Linked DNA regions of Mus musculus: all the other regions are linked to region 1. A link is a contact called in public Hi-C data. All regions are on one chromosome and are shown on one strand. Each heading gives the region's core, a stretch centred on a gene start, on an enhancer-like site or on the middle of the called end of the contact. The rest is flanking DNA. Distances are from core to core; before and after follow the strand shown.

Region 1 (4,697 bases), core at 987-3,486:
GAGGCGACACAGCCATCTGCACAGGGTAACCACAGACCTACTGGGTCTTTTGTGTCTACCATGAGGTTTTTCTCCACTGCAGACTTCTCTATCCTTGTGAAATCTGGAAAGCAGATGCTCAATAACCCATCTGAGCACGCTTAGAGAGTGATACTAACTAGGTGGCACCCCCTAGGATTTATATATCCTAACCTTAACCTCCAGCGCCTTTGCATGTATGTCAGTGCATTTGGAGGGCGGAGGCAGAAACTCTAAAGAAGGAACTGAGGAGGAAGTTATAAGCAAGGGCTAAGAGGCTAAAAAGATGGCTCAGCACAAGTTGCTCTTCCGGAAGACTCTAGTAATAGCACCTACATAGCCCCATAGGCAGCTCGCAACCACCTGTGACTCAAGGGGATGAGAAACAACAACAGAAAACAACTGTCTTCAAGCTGACTCTTGTCCTTAGACAAGAGGAAGAAACAAAGAAACAACAAGAATGAACCAGCACCCTGCTCAACAGAAAGTCCAGGTGCAGACACAGCATAAAAGTGGCCACCAGCCCGCAAAGGACAGAGACACTAAGAGAAACCGAGACTATAGACACTTCAGTGGCTTTCAGCCTTCATTATTTTATTTTATTTTTGACTTTTGGGGTTCTTTTTCGGGGGGGTTGGTTGGTTGGTTGGTTTCAGATTCCCAAAGTATTTTCCCCCATTTAAGGTGCTTTTCTGCAACACAGTCCATTGGCTGTAATGGAAAATGGCTTGTGTCCAAGCTGAATTTCTATCTTCAGGTATCCTTGGCACTGTCCAGAAGGAGGCTCCCTTCCTGAGAGGAGCCTCTGAAAGAATCTTGATAACACTGAATCAGGAGATGCCCATTCCACCCCTACAACCAGCCCACAATGTGGTAAAATAAGCTGTATTGACCAAAACATTTTCATGAAACCATTTGTTATGGTAAATGAGTTTGGGCACCACTGCCCACACCCATCTGCAACGATTAATCTTCTGCCAAAACAGTTTTTATCATCCTGTCCAGGCTTTTGAAATGTGACCTCCCTCTCCAATTTTGGAATCAAATTCAACAGTGTTGGCAAAATAGTAGTGACTAAGGCTGGTGTCTAGAAAATTCCTTTCAACCTTTTTTACAGCTTGCATGGAGATCAGGCCAACACAGAACCAGCAAAATCTCTTTCCTTTTGTTGTGTCGAAGAAGACAAAAGGGAGGAGTCAAGGGCTACAGATGTGACTCCAAAGAAGCACTGTTTGTGACTCCCTGTGGCTTTTACAGGTTAGCTTTACTTTTTGTTGTTGTTGTTGTTGTTGACGAATAGGTGGCAGAAGCCCTGGAAAAGTATTTGTCACATGCAATTGGATTCTTTGCAGCTACACTTGTATTTCCCTAAGGGTCCGTGAGTCCATAGAGATCAGCCGTGAGGGGGAGAGATTGCGTGTGACTGTGCATGAATCAGAAGAAGAACAAAAAGATGCGGCTGATGGTGGCAGGGAAAGACTGGAGTTAATAAGCCAGCATGTGCCTGAGGATTCTATCAGGCACAGGGATGGATGACATAATTGTTTTCTGCCTCTAATGATCTCAGAGATGTGGGATACAAGAGAATATTAAAACAAGACAGAAAGATGGAAACTCATTTTCAGCAGCTGTCAACCAAAATGGGATGTAAACTAGGAGAGAGGCATATTGAAATGTTCACAGGGTTCACTTCATCAAAATGAGCTTTTACCTCTCCCGGATGTCACGCCCTCCTTTTCTTGAGCGGAAGCAGCCTCCCCCCGCCCCCCAAACTGTTGCTCCTTGTATTCTTCCCACAACCTCTGCTGTCACTCCAGTCTCTCGTCACTGTCACCTTGCCTCTCTCCCTTCTTAACATCGTTCAATTTTTTCCTAATCCTCTCTTTCCTCGCCGCAAACATGTTTTTAGTCTCTTTCCTTTCTTCGCTCTATCCCCCTCACCCACCCTCACTTCTGCCATTAATAAGTAACTGAGTGAACCTGGAAACCCTTTTTGTGATGCCAGGAGTTGAATGGAAACGAAAGGAAAAAAAAAAAAAAAAGTCCCTATGAAAAGCACTCCAGTGTCCCCGCCCCGCCTCGGGTGCGGGTGGGCTGTGGCGTCTGCGAAGCCGCGATGCTTGCACGTGCCACGAGGGGGCAGAGGTGCGCGCCAGCGAGCCCGCACCGCCATCCAGCGCGGCAGGAAGTGCTTGGAGGGCGGGCGCCAGCGGCTGCTCTCTTGGCGTCACCCATCACCGCTGCTGACAGCCGCGTAAGGTTTCCGCCTGCTCCCTGGATGTCCACGGATGGGCGCGGCGAAGAAGCAAAGGATTCCTGATGCAAGCGGGAGGGGTAAAGTCTGCCTCAGGCCAATACAGATAGATCTTTTCCCGAAACAAAGGAGCCAGTGGTGCCGTTACGATCAGAGCATCAAGAAGCATAGCTGGGGGAGCCCCTAGGAGCCCAGCAGCCTACCGAGGTCCCCTTTGCTTCCCTGCCCCAGCTCTTCCCCGCCTGCGATGCAAGGGGGTCACATTCCTGAGCTCCTCAGTCCCCTTCCCAGGTAGCTGGAGTAGCTGGAGCCTTCATCTTTGTTAGCCAGGTCACTGTGAATCCAAACAGCAGCTTGCTTGGCCTTTTGGGTGACAGGCGAGATTAGAAGTAGCCCACAGGCTCCGTGTAGGGGAAGGATTGATTAACATTCTTCCCCTGCGGGTTCAGTTTCCTGCAAATCGCAGTAGGCTCAATTCAGCAGCAGATGGCGGTAACGCTTCTGTCAACCTGAGGATTCTCTGTGGCTGGACACACAAGTCCACACACACACACACACACACACACACACACACCCCACCCCACACCATGTATCACATACCACCACGCCTTAAGCAAGCACACTTTGAGAGTCTGGAGCCCCACAGAGATTCTGATCCCTCCAATAAATTTCCAAAGCAGGATAGGATGGAGAGAAAGACCACAATGATGGCAGAGTAATAGCCATTTGTTGGCGGCTCTGAGCCAGGTGCGCACTGCTTTTACAAGACGGGTAGTAAAATAACGGTGTTCAACTTTTATATGATGAGGTAAGGTTAGTTAAGAAATTAACTGCCCGCATTTTCCTTGCCTTTAAGTTGTGAGAATACACAGGTGCCTTTTCCATTCAAAGAAGGTAACTAGGCCTGATTCTCATTCTCTCTCTCTCTCTCTCTCTCTCTCTCTCTCTCTCTCTCGGAGCAGACGGCTCTTCATTTATTTAATTATTTATTTATTAGCTTTTAAAGGATTAGAATTATTCGACCGACTGCTTTTAGACAGGATTCCTCCTGTGCTAATAGTGCTTTAAGAATGAGGATCTTGGTGTAGCAGTCTGCCGTTACAGCTTTTCCCAGAGGAAATATCTCCAGACACTGCTTCTCAAGGATGGTCAGAAGTGGGACCCACCCGAGGGACTGGTGCTCCTGTAGCGTGGAAGAAATGGCTTCCTAGCCGTTGCAGGACTGTTATGCCGTTTGCACAGCCCCTCTACGGGACTGCTTTTCACCTGATCAATCCTGTCACACGTTGGAGCTAGAGATCACTGTGTTTCTATGAAGCCACCCGACACAGGGAGGATGTATCAGAGAAAAGGAAGGTTGACAGAGGCTGGTGTGGAGGGGACTACTGAGGAATAAGGATTTAGGATGGGAAGAAAGGCTGAATAAAGGCTGTGGCCAAGAGGCAACACACATATTCCGCACACCTGGGTGGGAGATGTTATTAAATTTCAGGAAATGGAGCGCCGAGTTACTTGAGACCAGAGGTATGGGAGCTATGGTGATGGTCCCATGAAGGAGTGTGACAACGAAGCAGTAAGACTCACCCACTTGATCAAGGAGAAAAATAGGAGCCATCTACTGAAGTTACCCCTTTGGGAATGCCCTCTGGTCCCAGAGATTCATGTATGATTTTATAGAAGAAGAAAAAGATCCTGAAACATGACTACGTTTGTGAGAAACAAACTTTCATTTTATTTTCCTTACACAAGTTAGGAAATCTCATTTTGTTTCAGTATCCAAATATCTGTAATACCATCATGGACAGGGGATTTCTTGTTTTAAAAATCTTATAAACTTTATTATAAAAAGTTTTGCAAATCAATAAAAAAAATCACACAATAAAATAAACCAGAGATCTTCCTGGGCTAAATTTGCTTTTTGTCACAGCCTGCGCAGTGGGCACAATGATCATAACATCCGTTAATGAACAGTGATCATGACCATACAAGTGGTAAGCAGCAATAAAGCCAAGATTTCGGTGCAGGTAATTTAATTTTTTTTAAAAAAAGAGGAATTATGCACTGTATAGTCTTTTTCTGTAAGACTCGACCTGAATCAAAGGGCCAAAGTAAATATTATTGGTAATAGAACCAATCAAAATCAAAATCACAGGCTCCCTGACAGTGCAGTGAGGAGCACTGTGTCCCACAGGGCAGTGTGAAGAAGCAGAAGTGAAACCAGGTGGAGAAGGACTCGGAAAAGCTCAAGATCACAAGCCAATACTGAGAACCCATTAAAGCCTGGAAGGAACTTAAGGTAGGTGCATCTATTAAGTGCAATGGGAAACTCTGCCAGATCCCTCTTTCTAAAAGCAAATAAGATGACAGTGATGATGACAATGACAATTGACAGACATTAGGTGGACATTTCAAAGAGTTGGGAGCA
Region 2 (4,697 bases), core at 1,521-4,020, 480 kb after region 1:
GCAGCAAGCCCCACCACCCCTAAGAAGAAAAGGAAATTTTCTGAGGAGCCTGAAGTTGCTGCTAACTTCACAAAGAGCAGCACAAAGAAAAAGAAAAAGTCCCAGAAAGCACAGGAGGATTAGAACAGACCTGCTTGGTGGGAGGGGCATACCTTGTGGTGGCAGCTCCTGCCCATGATAAAACCCCAATAAAAACACAAAACCAGAAGAAAAACAAAAAAACAAAAAAAAAAACTGAAGTGCCTATGGCTAACAGTATTTCACTGTTGGAAAAATTCTACTTTATCTATGTGAGTTGTTTGTAGCTGGTATTGGAGAAAATTTGATGTCTCTCTCTAGCCTTGAAGAACTTCCTATCAAGTAACAAGTTTAGAGGTTCTCTCCAGACTCCCCAGGACAACCCAGGAGAAAGATCAATTTTGTTTGGGTTTCTCAATTCTGTCATTGTATGTTTTCCTTTTGTCTAGAAAAGGATATTAACTCTAGTTTCTAGACTTCAATAAAGCTACCCATAAAATTCATCCTTTATAGACCAGCATAAAAAATTCACAAAGTGTATGAAATTATAATCAGTGTCATGGTCATTAGTATTTTATAAAATCATGCTAAAATTCAGCTGGTCTTTAATAATGCCAAAAATGTTCACATTTTTTTTCATGATCAAATCTAATGATGCTTTCCTATTTAAATTTTGTAAATTTTGAAACTCTAAGCCGTGACCTGCACATTTTCCTACAAAACAAACAGTGCCATTCTTCAAGCGATACTATAATTTCCGATACTTCCTAAGCCTGTGTGTGACATAAACTCTGGATAGAAACTTTTGAATGATATTGTACGCTGCATGATGACTAAAAATGTGCTAAATGCATAGGCTCATACATACATACACGTGATGAACACATACGAAGAATTGAGTAGGTACTCATCCAATAAGAAATGGAAGAACAGAAGGCAAAAACAGGAAAAGGCAAGAGCAGGAAGGTAGAGAACATAGCTGAAATTAAACATTTAAGGAAAGCCTGGAATGTAAACAAACAAAGAAACAAAACCTGGTGCATACTAAGGCATAATATGTGCTAACATGGGGTCTAGGGAAACTATGATGTATTGCTTGCTCCAGGGCTACCAGTAATGCCCATGAGAGAAGATGGGGTACCACATTTAAAGAGATGAATACGAAAGTCATTGCCAAGTGGTCAAAAGAAATATCTAAAGAATGTCACTCCTATAACATGATAGTAAAACATGGCATTATAAACTAAAATTCCAAAAGACTAACAAGAAATCTCCAACAGCCAACATCTTTGGTCCTAAGAAAGTTCTCATGATTAAGTGCAGCCTATATGAGAAAAAGGCCCAATGGCAAAGGGGACTGGAAAGCTGAAGACAGTAGTTTAAACCATGGGACTGTGGAATAGATACTGTGAGACATTAGGCATGGTAGAAGAACATTTCCCTCAAAGCATTGAATGTGTACAGCCTGTCAGGCAGTGTTGTCCTCAACAACTTTCCTTCATGTGGAGTTCAAAGTGGAAATAACCCAAGAAGATAATATGGAAAAGTGCTATGTTTACTTCCAATGGCATTCATGACTTAAGGACTCTTCTCTATCTAAAATAAATGACGGTTTGTTGGTATGCTCCAAAGTGGCAGTCTAGGAGGGAGGTCTAACTTTGGTGGCTGGAGGCACTGTGGTGGAGGAGACAGTCACCTCCACTATTTCTTGTAGCAATTGTGTGACAAGTTAATTTTGAAAGTTGCACTTTGGAGATGTACTATGGCCATGAAGGACTGAGACCATCTTAAGAACCGGTCATCAATAGCAAGTGGTCTCCAGAAGAGCGCCCAGTGTGAGCTCCAGTTTCCACAGACAGATACAGATGTGAACTAGAGACTAAGGGTGACATGGATGGATAGATTCGGTCTCTGGTCCTGCTTTGTTTTGTTTTGCTTTTGCTTCAGAATCCATAGTTTTAAACTGTTACTTTTTAAAAGGTAAATAATATCTGTGCAGATATAAAGAGAAAAATGTTTCAATATTTTAAGGAGAGAGCCAGTAAGACATTGCGAAAAGATTTCAGACAAGAAGTGTGCCATGCAGTTGTGCTGGGAGAAGGAAAACCACCTCTTCAAATCTAAAACCATCAAAATGGAGGTTTACCCACAGAGTAAGACAATTCCACCAGGCATCTTTGAATGGGGATTATTTATTTTACTATCAGGCTTTTATAAGTTAACCTTTTGAGGGTCACATAGTTGTAAAACAGCCTCATAAAATACTCAGATCACAAAACTTTAGTCACATACAAATGTGCTTTACAAAATAATAAGCAATAAGGCTTTGTAATTCTTATATCCCATTGATTTCCACTCTCAATGAACAGAAAAGAGAAATAAAAACCAGGGTAAGACAGGCAGTAAATGTAGAAGTCTAAAAACACAGAAACTTATACACGGGCATTGTAGTTTTGTGACTAATAACCTTCTTGTCTCACGTTCCAGAATCGTATACTTATTATTAATAGATACCATGCCAGTTTCAACAGAGAGAAGAAAAAAACATAAATCACAAAAGACTCTGAATGCATTCTACCCACGGATAAATGACAAAGCCTTCACTGCACATTCACCCAATGCCAACGAAATGGCATGATCCTTGGTGGAAGTAAAATTTGTACTTGGTTAGACTGACAAGGGTAATTAATGCTCCTTTAGAAAAGCCAGGGTCCCAGTGACTGTGTGTCACATGAAAGAAATGCCCCCCCATCTACTCCTCCCTCATCTGTGGTTAATATTGAGTTATGAATCAAACAATGACAGCAAGGCAGAGACAGGGAGTAGGGCTAAGCTAACCTTGGAACACAGAGCACCCAGGCAGGACTGCAGAAAAGAGCACATTCATCTTCCCAGAACAAAGCAAAGTGGGTCTTTTTTAATGTCGCATCATCCAAGAGAGGGATACAAAGGTCTCTTTACAGGCTGATGGCTACATTAACATCTTTGTGCTATTTAGCAATGTGCATCTCTTCGCCCTCATATTTTTTTTCAAGCTCTTATCAGAACAAATCATTTAGAAACAATCACACCACATGGGGGCTTCCTGAAAGAAATGATGATATAGATTTCATACAAAAAAATTAAAGATTTTAAAATTTGTTACTATTTACTGAGTAACTTTCACTGGGTCAAATATATTAACATTATTATCTCATTTAATCCATTCAACAAGGTCATATGTAAGTATGGCTCTGCTATCATACCTTTCTATGTTTTATGGTTTTAAAATTATTTTTATTTATGTGTATGTTTGGATGAGTGCCACATGTGTGTGAGTGCCTAAAGAACAGAAGAGAGCATTGGATTAGTTACAAGCAGTTGTGAGTCCCCTGACATAGGTGCTGTGAACTGAACTCTGGCCTTCTGCAACAGTAATAGATGTTCTTAGCTGCTGATCCATCTCTCCAACCCTATATATCCTGTGAGTATAGATAGATTAATTATTTGGCCTGAAGTTTTATAGTTTTAAAGTACCAAAGTCAGGACCTAACAGCAGGCCTGGTTAATATCAACTCCTCATTGTTAAACATGTATGTTTATCACTTCAATTCAACAATGCTCCTTTTTATCATACTCATGAACTATATTCGTCAGGGTTCTCTAGAGTAACAGAATTTACAGAATGAATGTGTATACGTGCGTGCATGTGTGTGTGTGTGTGTGTGTGTGTGTGTGTGTGTGTGTGTGTGTGTGTGTGAAGGGAATTTGTTATAATGGCTTACAGCCTGTGGCCCAGCTAATCTAACAATGGCTGGCTATGAAGAGGAACTACTAGAGTCCAGCACTGGTTCAGTTCATGAGGCTGGATATCTCTGTTGGTCTTTTGGAGACACACAGGAATCCTGAAGAAGTAGGCTCTAATGCCAGTAAAAGAATGGGCTTGCTAGCAAGACAAGAGAAGCAGGCAAAGACAAAGAGCATAAGCCTTCTTCCATGTCCTTTTATAGTTAGTCTTCCTGCAGAAGGTATGGCCCAGATTAAATATGTGTCTTCCCACCTCAAGATCCCAATTATAAGTGCATCTTTCTATTTCAGATTTAGCAAGACTCTCTCACTGGTATGCGCTCCATATTTAAATTTTAGTTAATTCCAGATGTAGTTAAGCTGACGACCAAGAATATATATCACATGAACTAAGGAGTTCTTTAGTTTCTCTCAGACAGAAAAATAAGAGAATACTTTCCAGGCTCCAATAAGGATAGATGCAGAGACAATGAGTCCAGTGATAAAACTGACCTGCAGATAGCACAGACAGAATGGATATTTGTGCTAACTGCCACATTTTTTACCAAAGTCTATCTGGAAATCAAGGTTTTCCTTGGGCAAAATAAATACAATGAGATCTGAGAGTTCTTTGCCCTTGGCCTCCGTGGCCCACATCTATTGAACTAGAGTTCCATCAAGCCAGTGATTAGAGTGTCTCTTTACAACAACAACAATAACAAAACAAAACAAAACCAAAACAACCCTGGTTCCTCCTCCGTGGTAAGCCTTGATAATCAATGAAATCAGATATATACTATGTAAATTTTCAATCTCCTTCAAGCCACATAGCTTGTGAGAAAGGATGACTTGGTTTTCAAGAAGGTTGGTTATTTAACTTGTACTTGAAATCATTACTATTTTTTGATTTATTT
Region 3 (4,697 bases), core at 1,543-4,042, 390 kb after region 1:
GATGACTCAGAGGAACAAAGACTCTTGGAGCTAAAAACAAACTTAGGGAATATGTCATCCAGCTACTTCATTTAATAGAAAATATCCATACCTGGGGATGGATAGAACACTCTCTATCAGCATACAAAGTTCAAGTCTACCCTGATTTTTTTGTCTTGTCTTCAAAAGCAGATGCACATTTAATATTTAAAAATAATGTTGATTTCTTTTTACTAGATATACAACAAGATACACTGGTTTTGCTGAGTCCACCTACACTTTTGATGAATATTAAGACTGAGAATTTCTCATGGCAGATTCAACAGACTCTGATATTCTATTCTATTGTTCTTAAATAGTAAATTACTTCAAGGGACTTCTCTTCAATCATCAACCTTGACGTTGGAAGAATCATCCCAGTTCAGATTCTTGGTTAAGATGCAGAGCAAAGCAGTCTAAGATGTTTAGCAATAAAGGCTCAGCTATATAAAGACAGTAGAGCTATTCATTGTTCTCAGTCTGCACATAGAGCATGGCAGTCTTTTTCCTGAAATAGATCTCCGAGCCTGGACTCTGAAAACCCATAATACTTCGTGTGGATGAATCTTAATTATGTTGTGACCACAGTGGATTAGGATGAGCCATCATCTTCCCATGTGGATGAGTTCTCTGCTGTCAGTCACTGACTGTCCTTACTCACCAGAGTGTCTTCGTCTGGTGAGCACTCTTCAAACAGTTATGAAGAGGCAATACTGTGGTCTTCTCTTCATGCTTTCCTCAAGGTGTAATTAATCCCACCAGTGCAGAATCAGACCCACCACCACCACCACCACCATGATTTAAAGCCAAATCTGAAGCAAGATGTAGTTAAATACTAACCAGATGGATGGACTCTCTGTTAAGGTACATCTCTAGATCTCCAGAAAATGGCCACAAATTACCTTTGTTTGACCCAACTATACTGGATGTGCTTAATCACATGTGGGCATAATAATTAAAACTTTAATCGTAACTTTGGCTCTCGTGGTATCTTGTCTATCTAGTCTTCCAGGTCCTGAGGATCCCAAGGAAGTCTAAGAACAGAGCAGCTTTAAGAATTAGCTTGTGCCCCTTCTTAGAATTGGGAACAAAACACGCATGGAAGGAGTTACAGAGACAAAGTTTGGAGCTGAGACAAAAGGATGGACCATCTAGAGACTGCCATATCCAGGGATTCATCCCATAATCAGCCTCCAAACGATGACACCATTGCATACACTAGCAAGATTTTGCTGATGGGACCCTGATATAGCTGTCTCTAGTGAGACTACGCCGGGGCCTAGCAAACACGTAAGTGGATGCTCACAGTCAGCTATTGGATGGATCACGGGGCCCCCAATGGAGGAGCTAGAGAAAATACCCAAGGAGCTAAAGGGATCTGCAAACCTATAGGTGGAACAACATTATGAACTAACCAGTACCCCAGAGCTCTTGACTCTAGCTGCATATGTATCAAAAGATGGCCTAGTCGGCCATCAGTGGAAAGAGAGGCCCGTTGGACTTGCAAACTTTATATGCCCCAGTACAGGGGAATGCCAGGGCCAAAAAGTGGGAGTGGGTGGGTAGGGGAGTGGAGGACTTTTGGGATAGCATTGGAAATGTAAATGAGGAAAATACCTAATTTAAAAAAAGAGAGAGAAGAATTAGCTTGTGGCCTAGTGTGGTGGCACAGGACTTTAATCCCTGCACTCGGGAGGCAGAGGCAGGTAGATTTCTGAGTTCAAGGCCAGCCTGGTCTACAAAGTGAGTTCCACAGTGAGCTATACAGAGAAACCCTGTCTCGAAAACCAAAAAAAAAAAAAAAAAAAAAGAATTAGCTTGTCTTGATGCTAGAGATATACCTCAGGGATTAAGAGCACTTACTCTTCTTACAAAAGAGCCAGGTTCAGATCCTAGCAACTGTATGTGGGTCACAACCTTTTGTAACTCCCGTTGCAGATCAGATGCCCTCCCCTGGCATCATTGGGTAGTCTTTGGGGTACCTACAACTTGAGCATAACACTAGGACATGGCAAAGTTAGGGATTTTAAAACCTTTATAATCGCTTAGTCCTAACAGACTTCTATCTCTTAAGACTCCTGGCATCCTTTCCTGTTATTAAAAGTGTAAAGATAAATCAAGATAATAGTTTTAAAAATTCATTCATTTGATTTCATGTGTGTGAGTGCTTGCCTACATGTATGTGTGTATGGGCACTATGTACACCTGAACATGGGGACAGAACTACCTGATAAGCAGAATGGCTAAATTATGTATTCTCTGAAGGATGTCTAAAGTTATCTATATGCACCTTGACCCTGCTATTGCAGCCTGACTAGCTGTTGCTAAGGAGTGTGGGTTGCCATAGGTTGGTTGCTCAGGAGAACTCTGATTTTCTTCCTGGAATTGGAGTTTAGCCTCTGGTCTCACACAAAATGGAGTTTCTTCAAAAAACGGAGTTGACTGGGCTTTACACTATAAGAATTCTCAGGTTTCTTCTTAGGTTTTAAGCCTAATGCACTGAAACCTTCAAAGAGTCCTTCAGCTCGCAGACTTGGGGAGCCAGAGAAATCTGGAGAAACAGGTTCCTAAGTCCCACACATTGTCTCAACTCTTGCAAATAAGGACCTTCAAGACCCGTTGGTCCTTCACTAAGTGCAATGGGATGGAGCAGCTGGTGGCTCACCACATGTCTTATTAAACTAGGAGTTAATCTGATCAGAGCCTCAGCCTAGCTGTGGCTGGCTATATTTCCTTGGGGTTTTTTCTGTCCCTGAGGGGGAGGGGAGTGAAGATGCAGATGAGGAATTGAAGTGCTCTCACTGAGGCATGCCCAGATTTGCAATTCAATGGCATGGGGGAGGGGGGGCGACTCAGCTGAAGCTAAATGCCGCAGGGTCATTGGGGTTCTTTTTAGCAGCGGGGACTGTTTAAAGGGATGAGGGGTCAGGGATCTAGGGCACGGCAAGAAGCATCAAATGTATTCTCTGTCACTATGGAGAGAGGGGGGCCTTCTGGGAAAAGCAGACGATTGCATCACCGATTTGATTAGCAGAATGGCGAAGGAAGGGTGGGGTAATCCTATGCACTGTGACGATTTTTTTTTCTTCAAACACCTCCACCTTTCACTGTTGTTGCTATTGTTGCTTTTATTAAACAGGATATCAAATCCAAGTCAGCAAAAAACTGAGTAATCAGAAAAAATGTCATCAGCCTTGCTATTTTGATTTTTGTGATGTTTCTAGGAATGTGCTTTATCTGAAGCATCCTTTATTCCTCGGATGGTGGAAGGGACTTAGCAGTGGGTCCTGAAGGTGAATATTGTAACACAGATGAGCTTTAAACTATGGCAGAGGCCAGGCGCCTTAGGAGAACATACCAACATTAGAAATGAGAAAACCAGAAAGGAGGTGAGAAAGAAGTAGCAGAGAATTATCAAGAAGCCTACTATTAAGGAAAGAAACAATTTAGGGAAAATTTACATTCGATTTATTGTTTGATAAAGAATTGAAGGGTGCCACTTGATTATTTGATTAAGCTGAAGACATAGAGACTTTTCCTTTTACACTAGATCAAATGGTATATCTGATCAGAGTGAGAACAGCTTGTGTTAAAAGCTTTCTCTTCATCTTGTCAGGTACACTAGAAGTATACCTGCCAGTGGAAGCACATAGCATAAACTATGGTAATGCCATTTGACTGAGGCAGCATACAATACCTGACTAGCCACAACATCTATGTAAGTGCTGCAAAGAAGATGTAATGAACTTAAGTATGCCTAATATTTGAGTAGCCTTTCATATTCTTCAAAATTCCTCCACAGACTTTAGAAGACTTGCCATAGCAAATGTGTATGTGTGTGTGTATAAATGTATATATGTATGTAAATATATATGTGTGTATATATATGCATATATATCATATATATATGATAGTACTATTATATCTGTCTTTTCCCACTTTATCTGTCACATTAATGAGTAGGAAAAGTTAAATAAATAAACTTAGGACTCATATTTATTAATTAGTTCTACAGTATTGGTTTCCCTTGTAAGAGCAATCTGAAAGTTCTACTGAAGATTTGTGCTTTAGGTTTCCAAATCAGATTCTATGCATAATGGAGAGTTTGTCCACCATGACAACTCAACCTGAGAATTAAAGACTCTCAGGACATCTGCCTCCTGTCACCATGGATCTGTTCAGACAGATCACTGCAATTAAATACACTCATGCAAGCTAAAGAGGACCATTACTGTTCCAGTCTGAGAGTCACAATGCAGCTACAGGGTAATCTACAGCATGTTGAATTGGTCAAAACAGAACACATTCTACAATCAACTGACAGATTCTGATGAGAGGACAGTGAGCAACAAAGAGGGGAAGCAAAGCTGTCCTCGAGATATTTCAATTTCATGTACTCCCAAATTGAACAGATTTCCAGAAAAACCAATTTAAAGGATCATCTGCCTGTGAACCATTCAGAATGACTCCTGTTACTTTTAGTGAGATTGTGAAAATCTTCTGTAAGGCAACATACTTTAGCTCCTTAGTGTACAAACATACACAAAAAAGTACTTAATAAAACCCTAACTAGATGCTAAGTATTTTGAATCCTGCCTTTATCTACAGAGAACACTTATGAGAGCAGTTTACCTTTAATAGTAGAGATCATAGTATTTTAATGTTTGAAGATTATATAT

The links. A called contact is a pair of places that touch in the nucleus more often than the background predicts.
Region 2: a Hi-C map of the C2C12 cell line shows a contact between it and region 1, with 2.6 times the contacts expected there. The contact joins two enhancer-like sites. A contact is called at or near these places in 2 of 484 Hi-C or Micro-C datasets (the C2C12 cell line and cortical neurons) and 2 of 115 datasets of contacts at active chromatin or transcription factors (cardiomyocytes and embryonic midbrain).
Region 3: a contact with region 1 is called in a Hi-C map of the N1E-115 cell line, with 15 times the contacts expected there. The contact joins two enhancer-like sites. A contact is called at or near these places in 4 of 484 Hi-C or Micro-C datasets (the N1E-115 cell line, cerebellar granule neurons, cortical neurons and 1 more) and 5 of 115 datasets of contacts at active chromatin or transcription factors (differentiating embryonic stem cells, embryonic forebrain, embryonic midbrain and 2 more).

The regions. Positions count from the first base shown.
Region 1 is chr16:42,188,130-42,192,826 of GRCm38.p6, forward strand. No RefSeq gene overlaps it. Among named protein-coding and RNA genes, the nearest start is that of Mir6540, 110 kb to the right of the region's middle. Within about 2 kb of position 2,237, at least 265 of the 459 cell types and tissues checked have an H3K27ac peak or open chromatin away from gene starts, as enhancers often do. A contact at or near this core is called in the C2C12 cell line, the N1E-115 cell line, cortical neurons and 3 more, where this site is marked.
Region 2 is chr16:42,664,016-42,668,712 of GRCm38.p6, forward strand. No RefSeq gene overlaps it. Among named protein-coding and RNA genes, the nearest start is that of Gm29960, 14 kb to the left of the region's middle. Within about 2 kb of position 2,771, at least 2 of the 459 cell types and tissues checked have an H3K27ac peak or open chromatin away from gene starts, as enhancers often do. A contact at or near this core is called in the C2C12 cell line, where this site is marked.
Region 3 is chr16:42,572,874-42,577,570 of GRCm38.p6, forward strand. No RefSeq gene overlaps it. Among named protein-coding and RNA genes, the nearest start is that of Gm29960, 77 kb to the right of the region's middle. Within about 2 kb of position 2,793, at least 57 of the 459 cell types and tissues checked have an H3K27ac peak or open chromatin away from gene starts, as enhancers often do. A contact at or near this core is called in the N1E-115 cell line, cortical neurons, differentiating embryonic stem cells and 2 more, where this site is marked.